Linked DNA regions of Mus musculus: region 2 is linked to region 1. The links are chromatin contacts, called in public Hi-C maps. All regions are on one chromosome and are shown on one strand. The core of a region is the stretch at or near the end of the contact, and the rest is flanking DNA. Distances in the headings are between cores, read along the strand shown.

Region 1 (6,834 bases), core at 3,089-5,588:
ATAGGTATAGACATATACCTATATATACACACATACATATATACATACATATCACACACACACACATACATATATACATACATATCACACACACACATATATGTGTGTGTGTGTACACTTTTAATAGTTATACAGTATATCTTTGGGTAGATATATCATAATTTAAGTACACATTTTTCTATATGTGAATGTTTAGAATTTTCTTCTTTAATGTTTTAGCGAACATCTCTCTGTATAAAACATTTAAATGTACTTCTATAGCATGATATTTAAAAAGCTGAGCAGAACTGGTTTCAAATCCAGATTCTGCTTATTTTGATACTTACTAACTTTATACTTTAATCTACCATTTTCCCAAGTCTCAAGTCTTTCAGTTGAAAAGATCAATTGCATTTATCGTGTGGGATTATCGCATCAGAGCATGTAAACAAAATGCAGGGCAGAGGGTGACAAAAAGGCAGTCAGTGACGTAGCTCGGGAGTATAACTCACAGCGGATGCCTTATGTCAGTGTGTGCACATGATCAATTTTCTCCTTGTGCTTGCAGTTAGAAACCATCTACATGGGATCCCAATGGAAGGTTTAAAGAGTTCACTTTTATCCCACATTTACAGCTGCCTCTAAATTGTCCCCAATAAATGCACAAGATCCTAGATCTAGTGCCCACCACCGGACGGTAGGAACAATAGCCCAGTAAAGCGGGTATTGTAGCACTGGGCGCAGGGACCCTGCCCCGGGATGAAAGGTGGCGGTGAGAAACACCTGTAGCTTCTTAGCCGACAGTCTTCCAGAGATCGCTCCCCTGTCGCTGTTCTGCTTTTTATGCTCATTGATCACTCCGATAATCCTTTGCTCTAGTTTATTGTTAATCACCACCTGTTGAGGTTGAGAAAGCTTATTAGAAGCTAAATTATAGAAACCAAATGTGCAAATCATACAGTTTTTCTATCCCTCCCAACCAACCTATCCCAGGTTTTTACTAAAAGGAGATACGGTTATGGCTTTTTCCGGATTACTGTGCATTTGGCCACGTTGCTACGGCATGCGACAGCACATAAAGCGGGGGAACAAACCCATCTTAAAAAAGCCTCCCCAGGCCCATGTCTGCGATCACTCTTGTGTAGCCAGGGTAGAGAGTACCAGGCCCTGCCTTGTCCAGTTAAGATCCTTAGGTTCAGATCCACGAGATCTGCCTCAGGGAAAGCAGCCTAAGCAAACAGCCTCACAGCCTGGACACTAACAAAGGACACGCCAGGGTGAAGTCCCAACCATCTACCGAGTGACACAGGTCACAAGCTCTTTTGGGTCTCACTTAGTTTCCTATTTTTTTCAACTAGCCATTTATTCTCTATTGTTTAGCTATTTTTAACTGAAAAGCACACAAGTGTTTTACTGATAAAACAATCCTTTCCCTTTGTTACTTAACTAACTGGTGTAGAGCAAACCCACAAACACACTGGAGGAGTTTAGCTGAGTTGGAGGATGTATACACAGGAAGCTATAATTCGGTGACAGTGCTCTCAGGAAGCACAGAAAGGCTAATAGCAGCACCAAGAAATTGAACTGTAAATTATGAAGGACATCACAGGGACCAAAGGAAGCTTTATCCAGACTGTTTTCAACTTCTTAGAAGTTCTCAACATGCCTTTGACTTATATCTATTTAGTAGCTGGGGTATTATCTCTAAAAAAATTTAAATACCCTTTAATTTTCTTTTTACTCGAAAAGACATAACTTTAATTGAGATTTATTCACTTATTCATGTCTCTGTGTGTGTGTGTGTGTGTGTGTGTGTGTGTATGTCACATACATCTGGGTACTTGCAGAGACCAGCAGAAGGCAAGGGACCGACCACTGACACTAGAGTCACAGGCAGTTGTGAGCTGCTTCATGTAAGTGTTAAAAGACACCCGGGGTCCTCTGTGAGAGCAGCAACTGCTCTTAACCGCTGACAGCTTCTGTGTTTTGCTTGAATGAGAATATTTCCTGAAACGCAGCAAAAACTTTGCTTACTCACTTTCAAAATAGATTTGTCCAGATTTGCAGAGCCACCGGAATCATTTGCAGAATTAAAACTATAAATTTTTGGACCTGTATATAATAGACAACAAATGGGAAATTTAATGATTAGTATTCATTGTACCATCTTAATTTTTCTTAAAAGGTTGCTAAATAGTAAATCTCTGACTTTAATTTAATTCTTTCCCCTTAACTTTACCAAAGAATTTAAGATCTCAAAGTTAACATCTTAGGAAAGGGAAAGGAAAGGGAAAGTGAAGACAAACACTACAACAAATGACTGTCAGGAACTTGAAAGACTTCAGTGAGAAGTCAGTAGTAAAAGAAAAAGATCTTAGTCTGCAGCGAGACAGCTGTAGAATTCTCAGGGAGAAATGTGTCATATCTGAAACTACAAGTCTAATAATTTGCATTTATAGAGGATTACTTTCTAGGAGTAAGTGCGCCATGCCACTAGCTTATTTTCTCATAAATCCCCCACCACACATACACACACACACACACACACACACACACACACACAATGCTCCAAGCTTTTTTTTTTTTTTTTTTTTAATATGAGTACGCTGTAGCTGTCACTGTAGCTGTCTTCAGATACACCACAGAAGATGGCATCAGGTCTCATTACAGATGGTTGTGAGCCACCATGTGGTTGCTGGGAATTGAACTCAGGACCTCTGGAAGAGCAGTCAGCGCTCTTAACCACTGAGCCATCTCTCCAGCCCCCTCCAAGCTCTTTCTTAACTCAAGATCTTGGGAATGTTATTCCTACCATGCTTTACAGGATTAACTTCTAGACAGCTTCTAATTTCAGCTCAACTATCACTTTTCATGACTCCTCACCATTGGGGGGAAAAAAACCGAAACAAAACACCCTGCTAAACACTCATGGGCATGCTCTCTCTCTCTCTGAAGCTTAACAACTATAAAGCACGACTGTCTGTGTGATTAGTAAATTAGATTCCTAAGCTGCTCTGGAGCGAAGGTTTCCATTTTTTTCGGTCTTATTATCACCAGTCAGATGCTTGGTATTTATGTATCAATAAGCACATATGCTTGCAAGTTTTTTGTTATAGAAAAAAATTACTGCAAGCAAACAGATCAAACAGAACAAAACAACATATAATTTTGATGTTTTTGAAACTAGCTGAAAGAGTGGCCGTAACTAATCACCTTCAAGTTATCAAATCAATCTGCAGGGTAAGCAAAAAAATGCAAGGATTTGACAAGCATAGAATTTTACTGTAAGTCAATCCAGTGTCCAATGTGTAAAGTGTGGTTATTCTTAGGAAACACTGACTTTTCTGGAACATACAAGGATATTTATGTAGATAGATGCTGAAGAAGACATTAAGATCTGACAGAACATGGAGCTGCATCAAGCCAGAAGCACTTCCCTTAACAACTCTCTTAACTAGCGGAGCGGCTGTTCTGACAGCTCAGAGTGGATTCCTGCTGAACAACAGCAGATGCCATGACTCCGTTCTTAGAAGGAGAAAGAAAAAAAAAAAAGAGTGAGTTAGAAAGGCGAAGCCACGCTGTAACAGAGTTACTTTTGTAACTTTAATGGCCAAAGGCCCTTAGACCGATCTACAAGGCCACCCCACCCACTGCTCAGGTGTGGAAGATGTCTAAGTTTGGATCTCATCAGCTCACGTTGTGAGTCTTTGCTGGACAAGAAGCAGGGTCTGAGGGCAGAAGGCTGGGCACTGGGTCAGGGCTTACCTTGCTTCACTCGGGGCTCCCGGGCGCCGGTGGGGACGGCGGGCGCCGGCCTGGCCACCGGCTTCTTGCTCTGGGCTTCCCCAACAGCTCCGGCCTCTGCACTTCTGGCTCTGGAAGCAGACACGGCGGCCCGCATCGCCGCAGCTCCCGGCGCCTTGTGTTTCTTATTTTTGCCGCCCATGTTTCAGCTGCAGGAGAGTAGTCTTCCAGATCCAGATCCCCGCTGCGGCACAGCAGAAGCCCGAGAGCTCTTCACGTTTGCCGGCTCCCACGCCTCCACCCAGCCTCCTCCATCCGGGCTCCGCGGCTGGGGCTCCGGCTCAATTGGCCCGTGTCCTCAGACTCCGCCTCTCGGCTCCCGGGAGCGAGCGGCATGGCTGCTGTCGTGCGCCACTGGTCGCTAAGTTTTTAGTCATTGAACTGCCGGACTCGCAGTGGTTGGAAGAGAAAAGGGGCAGGACCCAGACTAGAAAGGAGAAAAGTCACGCGGGGCTCAAGGCTCGCTCACTTTTGACTCCTCCGGGCCACCGTCGAGTCCCCCCATTCGGCGTCACTGTAGGGTACGGTCGCGGGGCCTCTTGGGTAGGAGGGAGATTCGGTCTCAGAGTTCCGAAAGATGGCGGATGCTTTCGGGGATGAGCTTTTCAGCGTTTTCGAGGATGATTCGACCTCTGCAGCAGGAGCCAAGAAAGACAAAGAGAAAGAGAAATGGAAGGGGCCACCAGGGTCTGCAGACAAGGCCGGGTAAGGAAAACCTCTGAGCTCTTTTTCTTCTCGTTCTTCTTGTTTTTGATGCCGGTAAAGGAAACACGACTCAGACGAGGAGCACAGAAAGTGTTTGAATGGAGTCAAGAGGCTAAGGAGATTGAGGGGAAAAAAAAAAAAAACCGTTGGGGAGAGAGGAAAGGTTGATTTTGCGGGAGGGAGGGCGGTCTCGGTGTTCGTGCCTGTCCGGCCGCAGCGTGGCTTCCTTAGGCCATGCTTTGGCTGTAACCCCAGCTTAGCAGGCCAGGTACGGCTTTGCTTGCGAGGCGGGGCTTGTCACCCACAAAACCTCTCACATAGTCTTTAAGCAGCGAGGCACTAGATGAGCCAAGGGGGAAGACATGTAGGGGGTTCTTAAACCGCGAAGGCAAATCGCTACCGAAGGAAGAGATTTAATCTCCAAGTTGTAGTTTTCCCAAAATAAATTAATAATAATAATAATAATAATAATAATAATAATAATAATAATAAAGTCAGATTCAGGATATCGCTATGTAAGTTGGGCAGCCCTCGAACTCGAGATCCTCTTATTTCAGGTCCTTAGGGTTGGAATTCCCAGAGTGCCCCTATGACACTCGGTCAAACTAGTTTTCTCTTCCGTTAGCGTTTTACACTTGATGATTGATTCGGTCCGTTATTACATGAGTAGTTGCAAAGTACTGGTTTAAAAAAAAAAAAAAGCTATGTCTTTCTGCTTCTTACCTGGAATCCAGTCATAAATTAATTAATTTAAAAAATCATTGCTCTAGGGCTGAGGACATGGCCAGTGTAAAAGACAGCTTTCTGTTTGAGAATGAGGACCTAGTTTCAAATCTCTAGTACCCACATAAAAAGTGTGAGCACTGTAACCCCAGCACAGTGGGGCACAGAGACAAAAATTGTTGGGCCTGGCTGGTTGCTAACTTAGCCTCTTGGTTGTATAAGTGAGAAACGCTGTCTCAAGGGAGTAATGTAGGATGCTGGAAGTCCTCTGGCCTCCACTGTATGCTCAAGTGTAGGCGCCACACAAAGAAGACACAGAATTTCCCTTATTGTCAGTTACCTTCAGTTCTCAAGTTGAGGAATTTCCTTCACCACACTGACCCTTGGACAAGTCTTTGGAGCATTTTCTTAATTGCTGATTTATGTGGGAGGGCAGCCCAGTGCGCTATGGTGTGTACCTTCCTGGGCAGGTGAGCCTGCACTGGGTGATGGAGCTATAGAAACCCGTGAGCAGCATTTCTGTGGTCTCTGCCTCCGAGTTCCCATTTTCGCTTTTCTGAGTGATGGATTGTAAACACATCAGCTGAATTAAGTCCTTTCCTGTCTAAGTTGCTTGTGGTCAGTGTTTTTATTTATTTTTATTTTGTTATTATTATTATTATTATTATTGTTTTTTGTTTTTTGTTTTTTTGAGACAGGGTTTCTCTATAGCCCTGGCTGTCCTGGAACTCACTTTGTAGACCAGGCTGGCCTCGAACTCAGAAATCCACCTGCCTCTGCCTCCCGAGTGCTGGGATTAAAGGCGTGCGCCACCATGCCTGGCCAGTGTTTTTATTACAGCAACAAAAAGCACACTAGAGCTTTCGTTGGTGGTTCATTTTCACCTTGAAATACAGTTCATAAAGAAAAGGCAAGTTTAACGTTTGCTTGTGTGTCAGTTTGTTTTGAGACAGGGTCTTGCTATGTAACCATTATTGGCCTTGTCCTCAGACATGCTTGGAATTAAAGGTGTGCGCTGCCACACCTGGCTGCTTCCCAAGGTTAGGAGCCGAGTTGTGCACACCTCCTTCCCTCCCTCCTCCTGCCCTGTGTCTCTCATTGGGTAAATGAAGCACTCTAAATCACAGCAGTCAGTGCACACACAACTCTGAGGTTCCTTTGTAGTGTCGTCCCAGGCTATCTGCTTCCTCCGTGTCTTGGAGCAGTTTCCATTTTCTAGAATGTGCTTAAATTCAGCATTTACATTCCATCTGAGTACCATATATGGGTTTGGGTTTTTTTTTTTTTTTTTTTTGGCCTCTTTTTTTCCTCAGTGTCTAAACTGTTTGTTCTTATAACATGTAGCAACACTTTTCCTTTTATTGCTGAGAATTGTGTTCATATTATATTATGTTTTTACCTTTTCATGATCATATTGTGTCTACTTTTAAGTGTGTGTGTGACTGTGTGTGTGTTTTGCGTGTGAAGTGGGCTCATCTTGCCTCAGTGTTCCTGAGGAGGTCAGGAGACAGCTTTTCATTCCGTCTTGTTTTGTGGCAGATCTTTGAGTGTCAGCTGCAGCACTGTATCAGTTGTTTAGACTCCGTCTTGAGTCTTCTCTCGAGTCTCCACCGTAGGAGTGCT
Region 2 (6,447 bases), core at 196-2,695, 420 kb after region 1:
AAAAGACAGCAGCTTCTTTCTCAGATTTATTTAAAGGGTTAGAGATGATATAGTAAGACATTTATGGCAGGGTCAACATAAACATGATCGCTTTGGTTATACTTCGCACATGCAACTTACTACAGAGGTAACACAGGTACAAGCTTCCATGTGAAACTGCACGGGTGGTGGTGGTGGTGGTGGTGGTGGTGGTGGTGGTGGCAGGAAAGGAGAGAGAACTGTGCGCACGTGGAGTACAGCTAAGAGCAAAGGTGTAAGAAGCCATGCCTAATGCCTACTGCCGCGCCAGGCTAGCAAAGTGCATTTGCTTTAAAGTCTATCACACACAAGCATTAAGGCTACAGAGCTTCCAACCCCTCCAACATCCCTTTCTTTCTGGCACGTCACATTGTCCTGCTTACGTAGCAGCACTTGCAGTCTGCAGCAACCAGACTAAGCGAGCAATCACAGGACTAAGAATTCCTACCCAACCAGCCTGGTACATTTCCATCCCAACCCTCCCTCACCAGCATTGACAACTGGTTAAGTAAAAGGAAAACAACAACAACAACAACAACAACAACAACAAAACCAAAACTGACCAGTTTGTGGGAGCTTACAGGTGGCAAAAAGCCCTAAGAGTTAGACCGAGTAACATCTGGAGCCTGCCATCACCTTTTCCTCGTTAACTGAGTGAGCATATGCTAATCTGCATGTGACAGGAAAACAAACTTTTGTCTATGAACTACTTATACCGTTTGCCATTTGATGGCTGTGTTCTAACTCATCGAAAGGCACATTTGAAAAATGCAATCTTACCTGGGCAAAGTAACCTACCAGCAGTACCTATAGCCGAAAGCTAGCCCAAGAGGTTATTTTTAATAATTGACCTTTACTTTTTATTTACTTTTTTTTTTGCAGCTTATTGATTCTACTTATCTCATTAAAAACTTTACTAGACAGAAGTTGTGTTAAAAACTTGCTTTTAAAAGAAACTCAGGGACATGAAACAGAAGAATGAACGTAATAGGCTAAAGTCTACTGGCTTGTTCTACTTGGTTAATATATGTCTATAACAATGAGGCATCCTATGATTACTAGGTCTAAATTTATGCCATAATTTACTAATTATGTGAGTAGAAAAAAAGAGACAGCTTTAAAAATAGTATGTGATGTCTAATTAGCAGTCCTACTTTTAACAGCTTTGATAGTGTCCCATGAAGTGGAAACGTAAGTGTTCTTTGGAAAGTCAGCTGTGTTGGATGTTTTGCTAAAGCAGACACGAGAAGGAACGTTTCGCTGAAGTGGACACGGGTGAAAGGATGCTTTGCTAATGCATGTGAACGGGCAGGTGATGGGTTCTTTGTTCACTACATGCCTCAAGTGTTGTTGAACTCCATCTGTTGGGCCTCCATAGAGAGAAACACTAAAAACTTCTGATGTGGTTCTGGTGGCTTGCAGCTTCCGCAGACGCGGGCTGATTGGCAGAGTGATGTCAGCTGATACAGACTCACACACAAGACCCGAGGTGAGCCCAGGCCCGAGGACACTTGATATTTGGAGGGAGTATATACAGGACTCAACGGATGGTGATGGCCTTACATATCTTCGTTTCACTGAGAGGCACAGCTGAGAACTTCGAGTTCTTCCTGCTTGACTTGTGCTGAGGCCGAGGCCTGGCCATTCCTGCTAGTTATGCCACTGCTGCTGCTATCCTGACACTACTACCGACCTGGACTGCTGGTGTAGCCTTGACATGTTTGCGAGTGGATGGAGCTGCCACTGCTGACCTGTCAACTGAACAGCTGATTTTCTGACAGTGCACACAGGAGTTGCTCCAAAGAACCATTTTTTAAACAGGTCCACTTCCCCCACATCCTTTCTTTTCCACTACCTCTGGTGGGTGGTGGGCTACAAGGGAGGCTAAAGCATTTAAGAACCATTATTACAATTAGGGTTGAGGAAAAAAAAAATCAAAAACTACAGTCCAGTAAATCCTTCTACCTCTTTAACCCTTTAAGTTCACAATAAGAACTACAGTCTCACCAGACAGTGGTGGCACAGCAGGCAGGCGGATCCAGGACAGCCAAGGCAACACGGAAAAATCCTGTCTTAAAAAACCAAAATACCACAAACAGAAAAACAAAACAAAACAAACCCAAACAAGCAAAAACAAACAAACAAAACCCCCCCGAAACCGTCCATCCTGGCCGAGCTGATGACCACAGCAGAACTGTGCAGAGATGGAATGATCTGAAGGCGGGAGAACGAGGGGGGCAGGGGCTGCACTTTTCCTACTTCTGCTTCTCTGTGCCCCCGAGTAGTGACTCATGCTTTTCAAAGGACTGAGATTTTATGTTTGAGTGAGGAAAAGATGGGAACGCTAGGTTTTGTAACGGCGACTCAGCATTAAACCTTCCTTTTTCTTTGAGTCCTCGAGAGGCAACTGCATGGGAAGCAGTGGACTAGCCCTGGCCACAAGCCAGGCTGCTCTCTGGTGCGCCTTACACTACATTTTTACACACGAAAGAATACGAGCCCACGGGCAGAACTAGCTTTATTAGACGGTTTTACAGAAAGACGCCAGATTACTTTCTCTGCTACCTAAGGTACAAGGTACAGCATCCAGATTATTCTAAAACATGCTCGAGCGAAGTCTGTATTCAAGATGAACTTTAAGATGGGTTTTCTCTTAGAGCAAAGGGAGGTGCTCCATGGTACATCTTCTAAATGAACGTTCCTGCAGTGAGCACACCCCCTCCCTGCTGGCGGAGGCCCTGGCTCCCTGGGACACTTTCTGTCTGGGATTTAACGTGCCAACTTGCTTCCAGGAGGCTCTTCCTTCAGTGGCCTCTATGTTCATGCCTGAACTCACGCTGGGCTACCATCCCTAGCCAGTACAGACTTCACACTGCAACGTTCACAGCACCACTGTCTGATATGAGGGAAGTCACAGCTGAACATGGATAGAGTCCCATAACTAGACTGCTTACTGTGAGAAGATGAGAAATTCAGCAAGTGTTAACTTCCTGGCAGATATATACATAGAAAACTCAGTCCTAACTGGGATCAGGCTTTGACGTCCAACTTGAATGGCAATGGTGCCAGCCTTGTAGTGTGAATTCTGGTCTCTCTGCCCCTGACCTGGCCTTCCTGTGCCCGACTTTCACCATCTCCCTTCACTTCCGGCATTTTGGCAATTCCAGGCTGGTTTTGCCAAGGAGGCAACTGAATATACCAGAGCAAAGCATGTACAGTCTCACGAGGATTATACATGTGAAAGAACACAGAAAAGGACTACCCAGTATAAAAATATAAATGATAACACATCAGCAAGTAGAATATAAACAACCTTCTGAGAGTAAAAGGTGAAACTGCATCCAACTAAGTGCATATCAACTCCTCCTAGGCACTGTGTGGTAACCGCTATAAATGATCTGGGTGCCCATGCTCTGAAACTTCAACCCTTTTCCTGTGAGCACACTTAGTGATCAGCCTCTAACGGCGCTCAGCCAATTCCTGTCTGCCCAGTGTCTACCTTTAGCCCCCACCTCCATGTCACACTGGGAAGTTAGGCACAAATACATTAATGGCTTTAGTGCTAAACACTGGATGCCTAGGCTATTCCTTAATAAAGCAACTAGAAGGAATAGGTTTAAGATAGTCCTAAGTCGTGTAAAAACTCTACCTCATAAATGGCAGATATTAAAAAGACCTGGTTGGGTGTGTGACAGCACACATCCACAGTCCCAGACAGTCAGGAAGCTGGGCCAGGAGGATCACGAGAGCCTAGATGACATAATGAGCCGGGCGGAGGAGCAGCTCAGCGGTAGAGTGAATGTCTAGCATGCACAGGGCTGTGGGTTCAAAGCCCACCCTGCAAACTAGCAGGACCCTTCCAGCTTCCTCAGCTCTGTAGGAGGACTTCTGTCATTGTGGTGGTCGCTGACATGGTTGGGATGTGTGTTCTGGGACTGCATGAGGCTCTGGGAAATGCCACCCTTCAACAAACACCCTGCTATTCTTGAAAATCAAAACAAGGTGGAGTCAATTAAAGTAATTTAAAGTTGAAGACATTCTGGATAAAGTGCTTCCTCAACCAGTCTCTAGAATCATCTGTCCCTGGTGTGGTTATGTGTGTTCAGAAAAATGTCAACAACTTAAGTCTTTAAAAACAGCAATCTTCGTAAGTGGAGCAGTGGTGGTGCACTGCCTTTCATCCCGGTACTCTGGAGGCAGAGGCAGAGGCAGAGGCAGACAGATCTCTGAGTTTGAGGCCAGCCTGGTCCACTATAGGGTGGATGAAATTGACTCGGAAAGACATTTTCAATAATAAGCAGTTTCTTGGGAGGCTGTAGGTGACTATAAGAAAGCGGGTGCTTCTATGTTGCTTCTCTTTAAAGTTTATCCTCTTCCTCAGTAGTAACCGGCATCGATACCAACAGCAAGGAGCAGGCCATGCTTCTCTGACAGACCCAGAAACGAGCCACCCCTCCATTCTTTCGTCTTCTAGATGACATAATCTGGACACTGTGCCACAGGGCACTTTTAAATGATGCTGCTGGCCTTCTCGCTGGCATCTGGATGGTCAGTCTCATCAAAACCAGCCCAGCTGAACGATGCCATGACATTGTGGCTCATTTAAATCCCCCGTTTTCTATGTAGCAAACCAACAGCTTTATAAACTCAGACACACTTTGTTTTCGGCAGTGCAAACATTCTGAAAGAGCACAGAGTCCTCCAGCTATAGAGGATAAAGTCAGTTCATGTAGTGCTTGAAGGAGAATTCCAGCTACTCTGGAATGGAGACGGCCCAGGTGTGACTTTGTCCTTAGAGGCAATGCCTATCTTCAGGGAGTGAGGACTGTTTCTCATCTGAAGCCACTCGTCTTTAGCTTTATTTTGCAGTTCCTGCTGAAGTTCAGGAGCCAGTCCTTCACTGCGGCATGTAGCCACCTTGTCTTACAGTCTGTGGCAAGTAACTTTTGGGAATTTCTTCATCAATTGTGGTCTCCATTCCAACAGATTCAAATCTCTCCATCTGTCCATCAGCCCCCGTGCCAAGAGCATCCGCTGTAGAGCCTTCCTGAAACAGCCTCCGTTGCTCGGATCCATAGGGCTGAGAAATGTGATCTGAAACCTGCTGCTGCTTCAGTCTGACAAAATCCTCCTCATTGCCGGACAAAACCTGGTTTGACCTTTCAAAATGTGAAATCTCTGGACAGGCTTCAGGCTGACTGCAGTTCTGCTTGAAATACGGTTGCCTGGGCAAGATCTCATCCCCACCGTCTACACTATCCACCAGCTGCAGGTCTTCTGGCCGCTCCTCCGAGTCTAGCAGGGGCTGGGTGGACTCGGACCTTGAGAACACTTGCACGGACGGGACCTGGTGCCTGTAGCCGCTGTGCACCACAGTGGAGTACTGCACCGTGCTGGCGGTGCTCTGAGCAGACTCATTCTCCTCGTTGCTGGAGATGCTGGGCCTGGAGGAGGACATGCATGAAGAGCCCCCGATGCCACTGCTGTGCCCTTCTGTACTCACTTTCTCCTTCTTGAACAGGTCCACGGACTTCAGGTCATCTGGACAAGGCTTCTTGTTGTTTGCTTCTATTTCCACAACGCTTACATCAGTGAAATTGCCGTCCGAGTACATTTGATCTTTGGAGTTAAAATTGTGCTGGAAAGAGAAAAATGAAGGATCACTCTGGCATATTTCAGCTTTTTAAACCACTGAGCCATCTCTCTGAGCCCCATAATACAGCTCTTTTGACTTTTAAAGGCTAGTGCATCTTTGAATCTTTTTAGTGACTTTCAGGGGCGAGAATCGCCCATCTCAGAGTCTCTGTAACCAGATGAACTGCACATAAATAAAATAAACCAAGAAGTCTGGATCGGGCTGCATTTCCAGTTTCCAAATTAATACTGTTGTAAGCAAGCAGGCTGTAAATAGTACTGAATATTTCATAGCTACAGAAGGCAGCCTAGAATTAAACAGATAAGAAAAAGCCTTGGAAATATTAAAAACTCAAACTTGAATAAATGAGGTTTTGTAAACTATACGAGGTTACAGGTATAATTTGTTAAGTTTAGGATTAATTACTAGAGTAATAAGAAGGCTTTCTCCTCTAGGGTCTGTTAAGTATGAAGAGTCTAGTACAGTTTCCAGAACTCATCTGCAGGGGTGAGGCCGGCAGACCTTAGCCAGGACTTAACATCCAGTCACAGACCCATGTGTAGCCGGTCCTCAGTTTCCATTTTCAGCAAAAGTACTTGTTGTGTGCACTGAGCAGTGTGAGGAGTGTTTGCACAAACATGTTACGACAGACAGACAGACAGACAGACAGACAGACAGACATGTGCTAGAATGGAGAGCTTCACTTATGTTTTGACAACTGCCAGTTAATCCTATTTTCTTTTCACTCATCCTAAATATCTTTTGCTTAAACTCTATCAATGAATCCTAGTAAG

Evidence for each region. A called contact is a pair of places that touch in the nucleus more often than the background predicts.
Region 2: a Hi-C map of Th1 cells shows a contact between it and region 1, with 2.4 times the contacts expected there. The contact joins the enhancer-like site here to the promoter of Mtrex in region 1. A contact is called at or near these places in 3 of 39 promoter capture datasets (embryonic stem cells, liver and stem cell-derived epiblast-like cells), 2 of 484 Hi-C or Micro-C datasets (Th1 cells and muscle stem cells), 1 of 115 datasets of contacts at active chromatin or transcription factors (embryonic stem cells) and 2 of 9 other capture datasets (adipose tissue and liver).

Annotation. Positions count from the first base shown.
Region 1 is chr13:112,924,884-112,931,717 of GRCm38.p6, reverse strand. Mtrex (Mtr4 exosome RNA helicase) reads left to right here and starts at 4,338. Exons shown (of 27, transcript NM_028151.2): 1 at 4,338-4,488. The coding sequence starts at 4,361. Dhx29 (DEAH (Asp-Glu-Ala-His) box polypeptide 29) reads right to left here and starts at 4,038. Exons shown (of 27, transcript NM_172594.3): 1 at 3,745-4,038; 2 at 2,018-2,091; 3 at 763-876. The coding sequence starts at 3,925.
Region 2 is chr13:112,502,914-112,509,360 of GRCm38.p6, reverse strand. Il6st (interleukin 6 signal transducer) reads right to left here. Exons shown (of 17, transcript NM_010560.3): 17 at 2,501-5,656. The coding sequence ends at 4,916. Among named protein-coding and RNA genes, the nearest start is that of Il6st, 42 kb to the right of the region's middle. Within about 2 kb of position 1,445, at least 31 of the 459 cell types and tissues checked have an H3K27ac peak or open chromatin away from gene starts, as enhancers often do. A contact at or near this core is called in Th1 cells, where this site is marked.